4 separate regions of the Mus musculus genome follow, and all the other regions are linked to region 3. Evidence: chromatin contacts called from public ChIA-PET and HiChIP or PLAC-seq data. All regions are on one chromosome and are shown on one strand. The core of a region is the stretch at or near the end of the contact, and the rest is flanking DNA. Distances in the headings are between cores, read along the strand shown.

Region 1 (2,920 bases), core at 154-2,653, 790 kb before region 3:
GGTCACCTGGGACCCTGTGCAGTGTCTCACTTTCTCCCTCTCTCTCTCACGATGCACGTGTTTCCCTAGCTACTGTATCTAAATGTCTACCCTTCAGGATTTATGCTTTGAGGATAGCTATCACATCTCGGCTGGGCCCATCAGGAAAGGGCTGAACTTTTTTTCTGTGAATATCTTGGCTTCCCTAATTTCCTTCCTCTTCAAAGAATTTACGGACACCAGAAAGTTTGAGAAAGGATGAAGAGAAGCCAATTTGACTCAAGTGGGGACCACAGAGATCAACCTTATTTCCCTAAGAAAGCCCTTGTGGGCCTCCTCAGAAAGCCGCCATGTCTAGAGAGCATGACAGGACAGTCGGAGATAAGAGGAGCTGTCCCTGTGGATCTTGGCTCCCTCCCACCTTTCCCCTGCCACACTCATCTTCCTCCTTTTGGGAGATCTTTTTTAGGCTTTGAGCACCAGATGCCTCAAATTTGGAGAGTGAGGGAGAGCCAGAGAGCCTCATCCACTTAGTCAGCTCTGGTTGTCTTCTGTCCTAAACAAACCACAAACTGCCTCACCCCAACACATACACGGTAAGCACAGCCCCAGAGTGGATGTCCCTGTCCCACCCTGGCCTATCCACCATAAGCACTGCCCCTAAGTGGATGTCCCAGAATAGAACCCCTTGCCTCAAAGAGGCCAGCCTCCAAAGCTCTCTTTCACTAAGCAGAGGGGTGCATGGTAAGTGGGTAAGTTACAGGTCAGCATAGGGGTCCCAGAATTCAGGCCTGAGGGCGAACAGGGCACAGCTGGGCAGAGAGGGCCTTTATCTCCTGCCAGTTGGACCCAGAGATGGTTTTGGAGGCTGGAGTGCTCTGTGTGTTCCTGGCAGATGTTTCCCAAGCTACTCTGGTGGCTGTGGCTCCGGGCCTGGCCCAGAATAACACATTGTTAGCATATGTTAACAGTCTGCCTTTTCTCCAAAGATCACATAATGCTTTCCACTTAGTGTCTGTCTCGCAAGTGTTACTATCTGTTTTATGGTCAACAAAACCGAGATACAGTGAGGTTGGGGAGCACCCACATCTGAGTGGGAATGGGTTGGGGGGTTTGACCCTGGAGACCTGTGCTTCCTGAGTCTCAGCTGTTATTCACCAAGTGCCCTCCTCGACGGTTCCTTCCAGAATGCTCTCTCTGACTGACTGATCTCAAGATCTGGTAGGAGTTAAAAGGAACACATATGTTCTGATCTCCTCAATCTCTCTCTCTCTCTCTCTCTCTCTCTCTCTCTCTCTCTCTCTCACACACACACACACACACACACACACACACACACACACACACACACACACACTGCAGTGTTTAGCATGTGGTGACAGATGAAAGAGGAGGGACTCTGTTTCGGTACAGGGTTTTGTGACCACACATGGTTTCTTTCCTTCGCCCCAGAGGAAGCACATGAAATCAAGACTGAGCTCGAGGGTTGCCCACCTCCCTCCCCTCCCTCCTCTCCCTCCCCTCCCTTCCCTCCCTTCCCTCCCTTCCCTCCTGTTCTTCCTCCATCTGAAGCCCTACTCTTTCTGTCCCCTGAACTTTCTTAGTAACTGGTCACTGATACCATTCCACAGAAAGAGGAACCACCAGGCTGAAGTGAAGTGGAAATTTCCAGAAGACTTCAGTGGCTCTGAACAAGGACAGCGCCATGCTGCTGGGGCAGGAGAGGCTTGCAGGGAGGCTGCTGATTTAGGGTGTGCTGACTCCCTCGTAGGCAGAGGGCTCCATAACTGTCACTCAAACGAAAGCAAGAGATTTCCTGGGTGGAGACACCTAAGAGGAGCTAGAAATGTAGAAAGCCAAGTCCTTAGGAAAATAACTACAGAGCAAAAGTTGCCAGGACTGAAGATTACAAAGCACAGCCTGGAAATTAAAGACCTAAATGAATGGAAAGACAAAACCACTGAGAGACTGTGCTCCATGCCATTGAGAGACTGTCCTCCATGCCATTGAGAGACTGTGCTCCATGCCATTGAGAGACTGTGCTCCATGACTTTGAGAGACTGTGCTCCATGCCATTGAGAGACTGTGCTCCATGCCATTGAGAGACTGTGCTCCATGACTTTGAGAGACTGTGCTCCATGACATTGAGAGACTGTGCTCCATGCCATCGAGAGACTGTGCTCCATGACATTGAGAGACTGTGATCCATGCTTTTGAGAGACTGTGATCCATGCCATTGAGAGGACAATCAAGCAATCTACAGATTGAATGTAGTACTTACTGAAATCCCAATGGAATCTCTCTTTCTCTCTCTCACTCTCTCCATGAGTGTGTGTGTGTGTGTGTGTGTGTGTGTATGTATATGTGTGCACACATATATGTGCAGATGTGTGTGGAGGTAGGAGGTGGGGAAACATACCTCAGATAGTGTTTGATAGTGCTCTGTTGTGGTTGTTTTTCTTTTTCCTAGACAGGGTCTCTCACGGCCTGGACCTTACTGAGTAGGTGAGGCTGGCTCACTTGATGTATTTCTCACCATTGAGGATCGCCATCTTTGGTCACTGCCACATTACCAGGACAGAACACATAATAAGCACATAGACAATCCTCAAGATAACAACTTACTAAATGCACACGGAGGAGATAAATATATCTGCACCTTGCCCTTTTGCAATAAAGCAAGCGAATACGAGGGGAATTTTGTAGTGCCCTGGGGAGCACAGCCGTGCTGGACGGTGAATTGTCACCACACACGTGAAGAAGCAGTGCTGATTTCTTTTGCTTCCTCCATCTGAGAAGCAAGTTTGTTCCTCTGGGCTGTCTCCAGATCCTCACATCCAAGGCTTGGCTCTCTGGATCACAATCCATGTGAAATCACTTCCCCATCTGAGAAAGTCATCAGGGGATCTTAATCCATCTTAATCATCAATGGCAAAGGGGC
Region 2 (2,700 bases), core at 63-2,562, 930 kb before region 3:
ATGCTTCCTTCCCTTCGTACATTCTGAGGGTGGAGGGAATTGCCCTGACATGGTAACCCTACCTCTAAGAACCTCACAGACAGTAGCGAATATAACTTTTTCAAAGGGACTTGGAAGGAGCCTAAGACAATCCATTAGAAAACTGGAAATCTGGGGGCCACCTGAGAGCACGTGGCCTTCCTCGGTCACGTGGAGCTTCAGATGGGGGCATCTGCTCTCATCTAGGCTGATCTCATGGTACTTGGGAAGAAGGCTTTAGTTATAAAAGGCCACAGGAGAGAGACTCATAAATGTGTGTGGGATTACCCCAAGAAAGAGTTGCTGGAAGTCCCCTTACCCCATGATCCCCCTTAGGGCATGCTCAGAATTTCAGTATTCTGATTGGCTTTCTTTTCTACCCATCTTTAAAAATAAAATGCCCCGAAACATGACTTAGCAAGACATCCAGCACACAGTCTGATGTTATTATCAACGTCGACAGCAGCATCAACCTCCAATTACAACCAAACACATTCAGTCCACATCTTCTACACAAGTGGCTAGCCCAACTCCTCTCCATGCCTGTCGGCCCAGTAGCACACCAGTCCCTGAGCCAGGAGCACAAGTGTGTCCTTCCACACCACCTTCCTGCCTGTGCCTTCAGAGAGGTCTGGATTTGACTTCATATCCACCCCGTAACAAAGCTGGAAGAAGTTGGGGAGACTGTGTTTCTGTCTAGAAGTCACACCAGAGATTACCGAGCAAAAAGAACAGTGTAGACCTCGAAGTCTAAGCTCAGCTTCATCACAACGAATCCAAGGAAAGTTAAACTTTACAGCAAGAGGCTTAGAGTACTTATTTGGTCTGAAGGATTTCGGAATCAGCATCTTTACACCTTATCTGCATCTCCCCCCCTCCCCCAGGCAGAAGTCAGGACACCTTCATGATGGTTCCCAGGGAAATCAGAGCCCAAGACCTAAAATGACCCATGTGTGTTGCTTGGAGCCATTCCTAAAAGGGAGGTGTGAGGGACCAGGCCCGGCTACCCCAGAACTCTGTAATCTGCTCTACTCCTGCTGTAAAAGGAACGGAGAAAAGCCCTGAAATTTGGCAGGACTTAACAATGGTGTCCTGACTTGCGTAAACAGGCAGCCATGACAAAACAGCTTTCTATTCCACTCAAAGACTTGCTCAAATAGGAAGTCGAAATTAACCTCGGCTGTTTTAAAGTTAAAACCTCAACAAACAAAACAGTGGTTTGGTGGCATGGTAACTGTCTTCCCTCTCCATCTGAACCCCAGTGCAGATCACTCGAGGTGTCTATTTGGTAAGATAAGGAAATGTGATATTCTATACCCATGATCCTCTGCTGGCAGAGCCAAGGGGTGGCTCCAGCCTGCAGTCTTCTGCTGCTCCACAGACGCTCCCCTGCAGTGACTGTCACCTCTAAAGCTGACAATCATTCCTGTGTCTCTGTGGTGTCCAGGGGACACCGCCCTGGCTACTTCTGGGATAGTTTTCTTAAAACTGTGACTGCCATTTCAGAGAGCCACAGTCCCATGGTGCATCGCTTAAATTCCCACCTTAAGTAGGCACGTGTGCTCTACGGCTAGGACCAGGCAGTAACTGCCCGCAACGCCAGGAACAATGTGAAGAACTTGCCTGTTACACTATCCCTGTTAATGTTTACATTTCAAGGGTGAAAAAAAATCAGGAGTTCACTCAAAACTAGATTTGTATAAAATAGCACTTTCTTATAAGAAGAGATACCAGAGAAGAGCCGGAGAAGGGAGAAGGAAGAAAGAAGAGAGGAGAGAAACCCAGAAGGTGGGAGAGAGAACACAAGAAAGAGAAATTGGTTTTATATGCAGTATCTTCAATGGGGTTTGAAACCGCGTGTCTGCCTGGAGGCCAGTAAATCCCTGCTTATCAAATTTATATACTGGAGAGGAAAAAAAATCCACAATATAGTCCACACATCTTCTCAGAGTACCAACCAAGCCCCTAGGACACTCTAAGAGCAAGTGCAGTGTTCTGGAGAGTCACCGATGCGCAGCCACCTGTCCATGACCATGCCTCTGTGCACAGGTGGGTGGTTCCAAAGGCCCAGGGCTCCCTTGAGCCCACCCACCCTCTGCAGTTTCTAGGGACGAGGTATGTAAGACGGCAAACTGAAGCAGTCCGGGTTCATGAGGCAGGCAGAGGCAACCATCTGAATTTGCTCCTGCATGGTTTGGCACTGGCTTTAAAGACGCTTACCAGTTTTGGTTTGACTGTAAGTAAAAGACCAGCCTCCTTCTCAGCTCACGGGCGCTCGGGGCAGCCAGGAGAGGGCAAGAGAACAGCCTTTTCTTTGGGTTTTAGACATGGGATCCCGGAGAAAACGTGTGTGAACTTAAGTGAGAGTAAACAGAAGGCAGAGAAATGTCCTTGGATATCTCCTTCTCCCACAGTCCATCCATCTCACCTAAAGTGTGTCATTTGCCTCAATTCACCACCGAGCTGCACTGTGGGACCTTGGAAAATTAGTGTGGGTATTTTGAGTGATTATTCGTCACTATTACACACACACACACACACACACACACACACACACACACAAAAACACCTAAGGATTTTGGTGTGGCCTTTTTCTAAACATACCTAGGAAGAAAGCCTAATTTTTGTGTCTGTTCATATAAAAGAGAGGCGCTGTGCTGTGCTAACACGGTCTCATGTATC
Region 3 (2,807 bases), core at 75-2,574:
CAAACACCCATACACATAAACACACACACACACAAACCCATGCACATAAACACTCATACACATAAACACACATGCACATAAGCACATGTGCACATAAGCACATGTGCACATAAGCACCCACACGCAAGCCTAGGATATGGAGGAAGACACATTTACACTGCTTGTGTGAACTTCCACCTCAGGTCTGTGACTTGAACCGTACTCTGGGCCTGGGCAGAAGAAATTCTCCATCCAATGGATCATGTGACCACAGGTTTTAATCATGTGACCACAGATTTCAATCATGTAACCACAGGTTTCAAGGACCAAGTCCCCACTCACCTAGTAGCCTCAGTCCCTGTCCACGAACACAGGCAACTTGAGGAGGAAAGGGCTCATTTCACCTTCCAACTGACAGCCATGGTCAATGGGAGGTGGGCATGAACTCAAGCAGAAGCTGAAGCAGAAGCCGCAGAGGAACGCTAACTACTGAACTACTCCCCTGGTTTACTCAGGAGTGGCACTGCTCACAGTGGCCTGGGCTCCCACATCTATCATTTATTGAGAAAACACTCCACAAACTTGCCTATAGGTCAATCTGATGGAGCCAACTCTTCAATGAAGGTTCCTCTTCCAAAATGATTCTACCCTGTTTCAACTCGGAAACACACACACACACACACACACACACACACACACAAACCAGCAGAGTCACATTTTTCTCTGTTACATTGGATGAGTCTCCCTGGCTGGCTGTATCCTGGATGCCCTGCATCCGAGAAGTGAGGAGCGTACAGAGGAGACCGTGTGCAGGCATTACCCCATCTCATGAATGGCTGCCACAGTCCTTATACCCATCTCATCCAAGAGAACAAATATCCTCATAGACATGTGTGAAGCGAGAGATCGTCACTCAACATTTAACAACCTGCACACCTGTTCGGGTTCATTAGCCGGCTAATGAAAATAAACCTTGGTCACGTCTCGGATGGCTGTTCATTGCCCTGGTTTCTGCAGACATACTGTAAAATTAACTGCGAACTGCTATTTCCTGCAGCCCCACCCCCCCCCCACCCCCCCAGGTAGAGACGGGTGAGAGGGCTAAAGAAGGCAGAAGCACACAGTGTCTGCAGAAATCATATTCAAGGGAGATCAAATGTAATGTTTTCTTTCAACTCGGACAACTGCTTTGAGATGTCCCATCCGAGCAACCTTGAACACAGCCTCCGGGGTTGGCCGATTACCCCTGACGAATACCATTTGTGCTTGAGTGATGTCGCTGATGAAGTCAAATCGTGTGTGGGGGTGGGGGGGGCAGAACGTGATGAAAGGGTTTTCAGTCTGCTGAGAACTTACTGTAACGTACACGCTCACGCTGAGGCCCCACTTCCTGCCCAGGACAGGCCCCGTGTGATCTGGGCTTCTTAGCTGACTTTTGTTTGTCGGTGTTCATGTCTCTTAAAGGGAGCCAGTTCTTTCTTCCCCTTTCCCAAAGCAAAAAGATGTACATAAACAAAGAGGGCCACCAAGCCCTGGTCGCTGTCATTCTGCACATGAGATAATAGTCAAAAACAATACCATGAGGTTGGCCAGCCAGCACGCCTGCAGCTGCTGCCAGCTCCCCTTGCCACTGTACACAAGCCATGGGCATGTCAGGACTTGAAGAATGAACCAAAGCCCAGAGAAAGAAAAGGCCCAACAGTGTTCAGGGTGAGTTCGTCTGGCCCTCCCTCCCCTGCTCACTCCTTCCCAGAAGCCCCGGTACCTACAGACAGACAGAACAAAGACAAAGCCAGCCCCACACCCGATGTTCTCACCACCGTCCCTGCCTCTCACTCTCAAAGACTTGACCACAGTCGCTGAGGGGCATCAGAGAGCAGCCAGGGAAAGGCTGGATGAACAAGAAGCCTGTGTTGTCTCCTCCCAGTCAGGGGATTTGGGCAAAGAATGGCCTTCCCCGTGAGCAAATGGAGGTAAAACTCCAAGTGTTGTGTTGGGCAGTCCGTGAAGCTGCAGCCCAACTTCCCATACGGTAGGGTGGTTGGTGGTCCAGAAGCCATATTTGATATTTGAGATCAGTTATGCTCCCCAGTGAAGAGACAAAAACTGTCACCACCCGGAGTCCTCTAAGCAGAGCTACCCCCTTTAGGGGTGCCACAGTATGAATGGATTACTGATGGTCACACAGACCAACCCAGAAGACAGGTATCTAGCATCCTTGGATTCCCTTGTGGATACCAAGGCCCTCTCACAAAATGGCAAACAATTTGCAAATCGCCCACACATATGTGTGCTTTAAATCTTTACTATTTAAAGCTTAGTCCAACGTAAACATTGCACCAATAGGTGTGCTGTTGACTTAGTTACCATTCACTGCTGACTTGACACAGTTTACAGTCATCTGAGAGGAAAGCAGGGATTGAGGCACTGCCTAGATCAGACTGACCTGTGCAGACTGTCAGGGTTATTAATTGGTGTAGAAAGGTCCGGGCCACCGTGAGCTGTACTGTCCCCAGGCAGGTAGTTCTGTGTGTACAGGGAAGTTAGCAGAGCATAAGCCAGCAAACAGCTTGCCTCCCTGTGTCCTGCTGTGTGTCCTTGGGTGTCAGTGCGTTTCCAGTTTGGAAGCAAGGCTTTGTGAATAGCAAGCAGTTCAGCCCTGATGTCCCTCTGGGATGGGCAGTGACCTGACAGTGGATGAGGTACAAGTTGCTTTTGGATAGTGTTTCTATCGCAGCAACAGAAAGCAAACCAAAACAATTTTCAACGCAAGGCTGATTGAATCTCAGATGCAGAAACAGGTCACTACAGAAGGAAACTTGGCCGGC
Region 4 (2,700 bases), core at 54-2,553, 860 kb before region 3:
GATGCTGGAGCACTCTGAGATGCTGGAGCACTCTGAGATGCTGGAGCACTCTGAGATGCAGGAGCACTCTGAGATGCAGGAGCACTCTGAGATGCTGGAGCACTCTGAGATGCTGGAGCACTCTGAGATGCTGGAGCACTCTGAGATGCTGGAGCATTCTGAGATGCAGGAATACTCTGAGATGCTGGAGTTCCCTGAGATACTGGAGTACTCTGAGATGTAGGAGCACTCTGAGATGCTGGAGAACTCTGAGATGCTGGAGAACTCTGAGATGCTGGAGCACTCCGAGATGCTGGAGCTGGTCACTCACAAAAGGACAATTCTGAAGTAAGTGAGAGAACAGGGTTGCTCCAGTGGCTACCTTTCTGTGGTAGATGCTGCTAAGCATTTTCCTCCAGACAGACACGTACTATAATTTGTGTACTTTTCAGAGAGCAAGTGGGCTCCTAGAAACAAGCTGACTTCTCTCAGCTTGCCCATCTCGCAGGCCTGGGACCCTCCCTCTGAGAAGGCTGTCTCACCCTCCGCTCTAGCCCTGTGCCTCTTCCATTGGCCATTTTGTAACTTCCCTAAAATCAGGAGGGTCTTGTGAAATTTTCTCTAGAAGAAATTTAGAAATTACTCCTGGAAAGCTCCAGTGGGTCTCTTCTCTTTCAAAGTCCTTTCCCGAGAGCAATCCACAAGTTTAAATCCAGTTCCCAAAAGTCCCAGGAACCGACAACCTGATCTCTGGAAAAACACAAATGAAGATTTCTCTGGAATTCTCAAGCTATGGTACAGTGAGATGGAAAGGGGCTGGCATTAACAGTCTCTCAGGATCTAACTGAGTTTTTTTTTTTCCTTGATTTTTTTATTTCTTGATTTTTTTTTCTTATTTCTTGACTTTAATAGTTAAAAGCAAAAAAGGAAGACTTACTCAACGAGGCCACGTTGGACTGAGGAACAAAGAGGCCATCTTCCTGGACAAAATGTCCAACTTCAGGGACATTTATTTTTTAAGTAGCAGGGTGGAAGGGGGGATTTTTTTTCTTTAATGACCTAAGCTGAAACAAAGGCGACAACAACAACAACAACAACAACAACAACGACACCCGAAATATCTTTGTCTTTCCTCAGGAGAAGTGTCTTAGGACAGAGTGGCTGCTACAGCGGAGGTGTTGCTCAATGTTGTGTTACAACACTATTCCAACTGTCGCTGGGGCGGGGATGGCAGTCTTGCATCAACCCCCTGCAAGGTGTTTCCTGGGCTTTGCAGACAGCAGTGGGGGAGGTGCTGCTCCTCTTGTGAAGGCAGATAATGCCTCCCGCTCCCTCAGCTATCTTCTGGGGCTCGCCCTGGAGATAACAGCTTCACTGCCTGAGGGAGCCCCACGCTCCCAATTTGTAGATCTATATTGATGAAGCTTTTTGTGTTTATCAGACACAGTTTTATCATTCCTCTCCAAATGCCCCCAGTCACACTCAGCCTTTGAACTTTGGCGAATTTATCAAATGGGAGCAATGATTGAGGAGATGTAAAGGCTTATCTGGAATTCTAAAGAAAGAGGAACCGAGCCACGGATCTCTCTGCTAGAGCAGGTCTTTTGGGTGTGTGTGTTTGTGTGCATGGGCTTGTGTTTGTGCGTGCTTGTGTGTGTACGTGTACACACATGAGCACAGGCATGTGTGTTTGCACATGCACACGGGCACATGAAAACAGAGGAAGATGTTTCTTATCTGGGGCAGTAGATTGCTCTATGTAGACATCTTATGCATTTTGTTTTCCTGGACACCTTGCCTTGGATCTTTCTCAAGGCCCCAGAGCAGGTGGTTGAGCTCAGCCTGACTCGCAGTGTGCACAGAATGACAGGCCCTGCATAAGACCCACTTTGACCTCATTTAGATCAGGACTCTCTGAAACCAAGTATCAGCCCTTGAATGGGATTCATGCTGGCTTGTGTTACTTGTATCTTCTTAACAGGCAAACAGCACGAGGCTTTTGAAAGGTTCCAGACACCTTTAGAATCTTGTTCCTTCGTTTTTTTTGTCTTGTTCCTTCTTTTTTTGTCTACTTTTCTCCCCCTCTCTCTCATCTCTCTTTGTCTCTGTTTCTTTCTGTCTCTCCGTCTCTCTCTCATTCTTTTATCAAATTCTACTCTGCAAATCAATATAGAAAGGCGGGGAGGTGGGGACAGATGAAGAGGATGAGGCCCCTCCCTATGCTGGCACAGAGGCCCCTGCGATGCTCCCAATATCAGAGAGAGGTATGGGAGGAAGGAGGAGAGAGAAGGGGAAAAGAGGGGAAGGAAGGAGATGAGAGGGAGGGGGAAGGAGAGGGAGGGGAGGGAAGAAGAAGAAAGGGAAAGCTCTAGTTACAGACCTGGAGGGAATTTCAGAAGGGAGTCCCTGCCCCAGAGTCCCCGTTCTTCCTTGGGTTTGTCCTCCAATCTCTTGTCCTCCAATCTCTCAGCAGGCTGTCCTTCTGAGAGGTACGATTACTCACCATTGGCAGCTATGGAAAAGGCAGCCTGATAATGAGACTGAGATGAGGCCTTTCATCAAATGATCTCTGCCATTATGTCCCCCCCCCCCCGCTTTCCTCTTCTCCTTATTCCCCCTCCTCCTCATCACACACACACACACACACACACACACACACAGAGGCACACACACATGCACAGAGGATGAGAGAGAGAGAAAGAAGAGAGGGGAGAGGTGGAG

The links. ChIA-PET counts read pairs in DNA pulled down with a chosen protein or histone mark. HiChIP or PLAC-seq counts read pairs in DNA pulled down with a chosen protein or histone mark.
Region 1: a contact with region 3 is called in an RNA polymerase II ChIA-PET map of memory CD8 T cells, with 18 read pairs. The contact joins two enhancer-like sites. A contact is called at or near these places in 1 of 115 datasets of contacts at active chromatin or transcription factors (memory CD8 T cells) and 1 of 9 other capture datasets (embryonic stem cells).
Region 2: a contact with region 3 is called in an RNA polymerase II ChIA-PET map of memory CD8 T cells, with 18 read pairs. The contact joins two enhancer-like sites. A contact is called at or near these places in 2 of 484 Hi-C or Micro-C datasets (CD4 T cells and CD8 T cells) and 3 of 115 datasets of contacts at active chromatin or transcription factors (double positive thymocytes, embryonic stem cells and memory CD8 T cells).
Region 4: a contact with region 3 is called in an H3K27ac HiChIP or PLAC-seq map of double positive thymocytes, with 8 times the contacts expected there. The contact joins two enhancer-like sites. A contact is called at or near these places in 4 of 484 Hi-C or Micro-C datasets (CD4 T cells, nephron progenitors and palatal mesenchyme) and 5 of 115 datasets of contacts at active chromatin or transcription factors (acute myeloid leukemia, craniofacial prominence, double positive thymocytes and 2 more).

What each region holds. Positions count from the first base shown.
Region 1 is chr16:92,785,573-92,788,492 of GRCm38.p6, forward strand. All of the region lies in intron 2 of Runx1 (runt related transcription factor 1), which reads right to left. Among named protein-coding and RNA genes, the nearest start is that of Gm30281, 25 kb to the left of the region's middle. Within about 2 kb of position 1,404, at least 78 of the 459 cell types and tissues checked have an H3K27ac peak or open chromatin away from gene starts, as enhancers often do. A contact at or near this core is called in memory CD8 T cells, where this site is marked.
Region 2 is chr16:92,640,004-92,642,703 of GRCm38.p6, forward strand. The region is part of intron 6 of Runx1 (runt related transcription factor 1); the gene reads right to left. Among named protein-coding and RNA genes, the nearest start is that of Gm30224, 45 kb to the left of the region's middle. Within about 2 kb of position 1,313, at least 32 of the 459 cell types and tissues checked have an H3K27ac peak or open chromatin away from gene starts, as enhancers often do. A contact at or near this core is called in CD8 T cells and memory CD8 T cells, where this site is marked.
Region 3 is chr16:93,573,362-93,576,168 of GRCm38.p6, forward strand. No RefSeq gene overlaps it. Among named protein-coding and RNA genes, the nearest start is that of Setd4, 29 kb to the right of the region's middle. Within about 2 kb of position 1,325, at least 54 of the 459 cell types and tissues checked have an H3K27ac peak or open chromatin away from gene starts, as enhancers often do. A contact at or near this core is called in CD8 T cells, double positive thymocytes and memory CD8 T cells, where this site is marked.
Region 4 is chr16:92,714,453-92,717,152 of GRCm38.p6, forward strand. All of the region lies in intron 2 of Runx1 (runt related transcription factor 1), which reads right to left. Among named protein-coding and RNA genes, the nearest start is that of Gm30281, 46 kb to the right of the region's middle. Within about 2 kb of position 1,304, at least 92 of the 459 cell types and tissues checked have an H3K27ac peak or open chromatin away from gene starts, as enhancers often do. A contact at or near this core is called in double positive thymocytes, where this site is marked.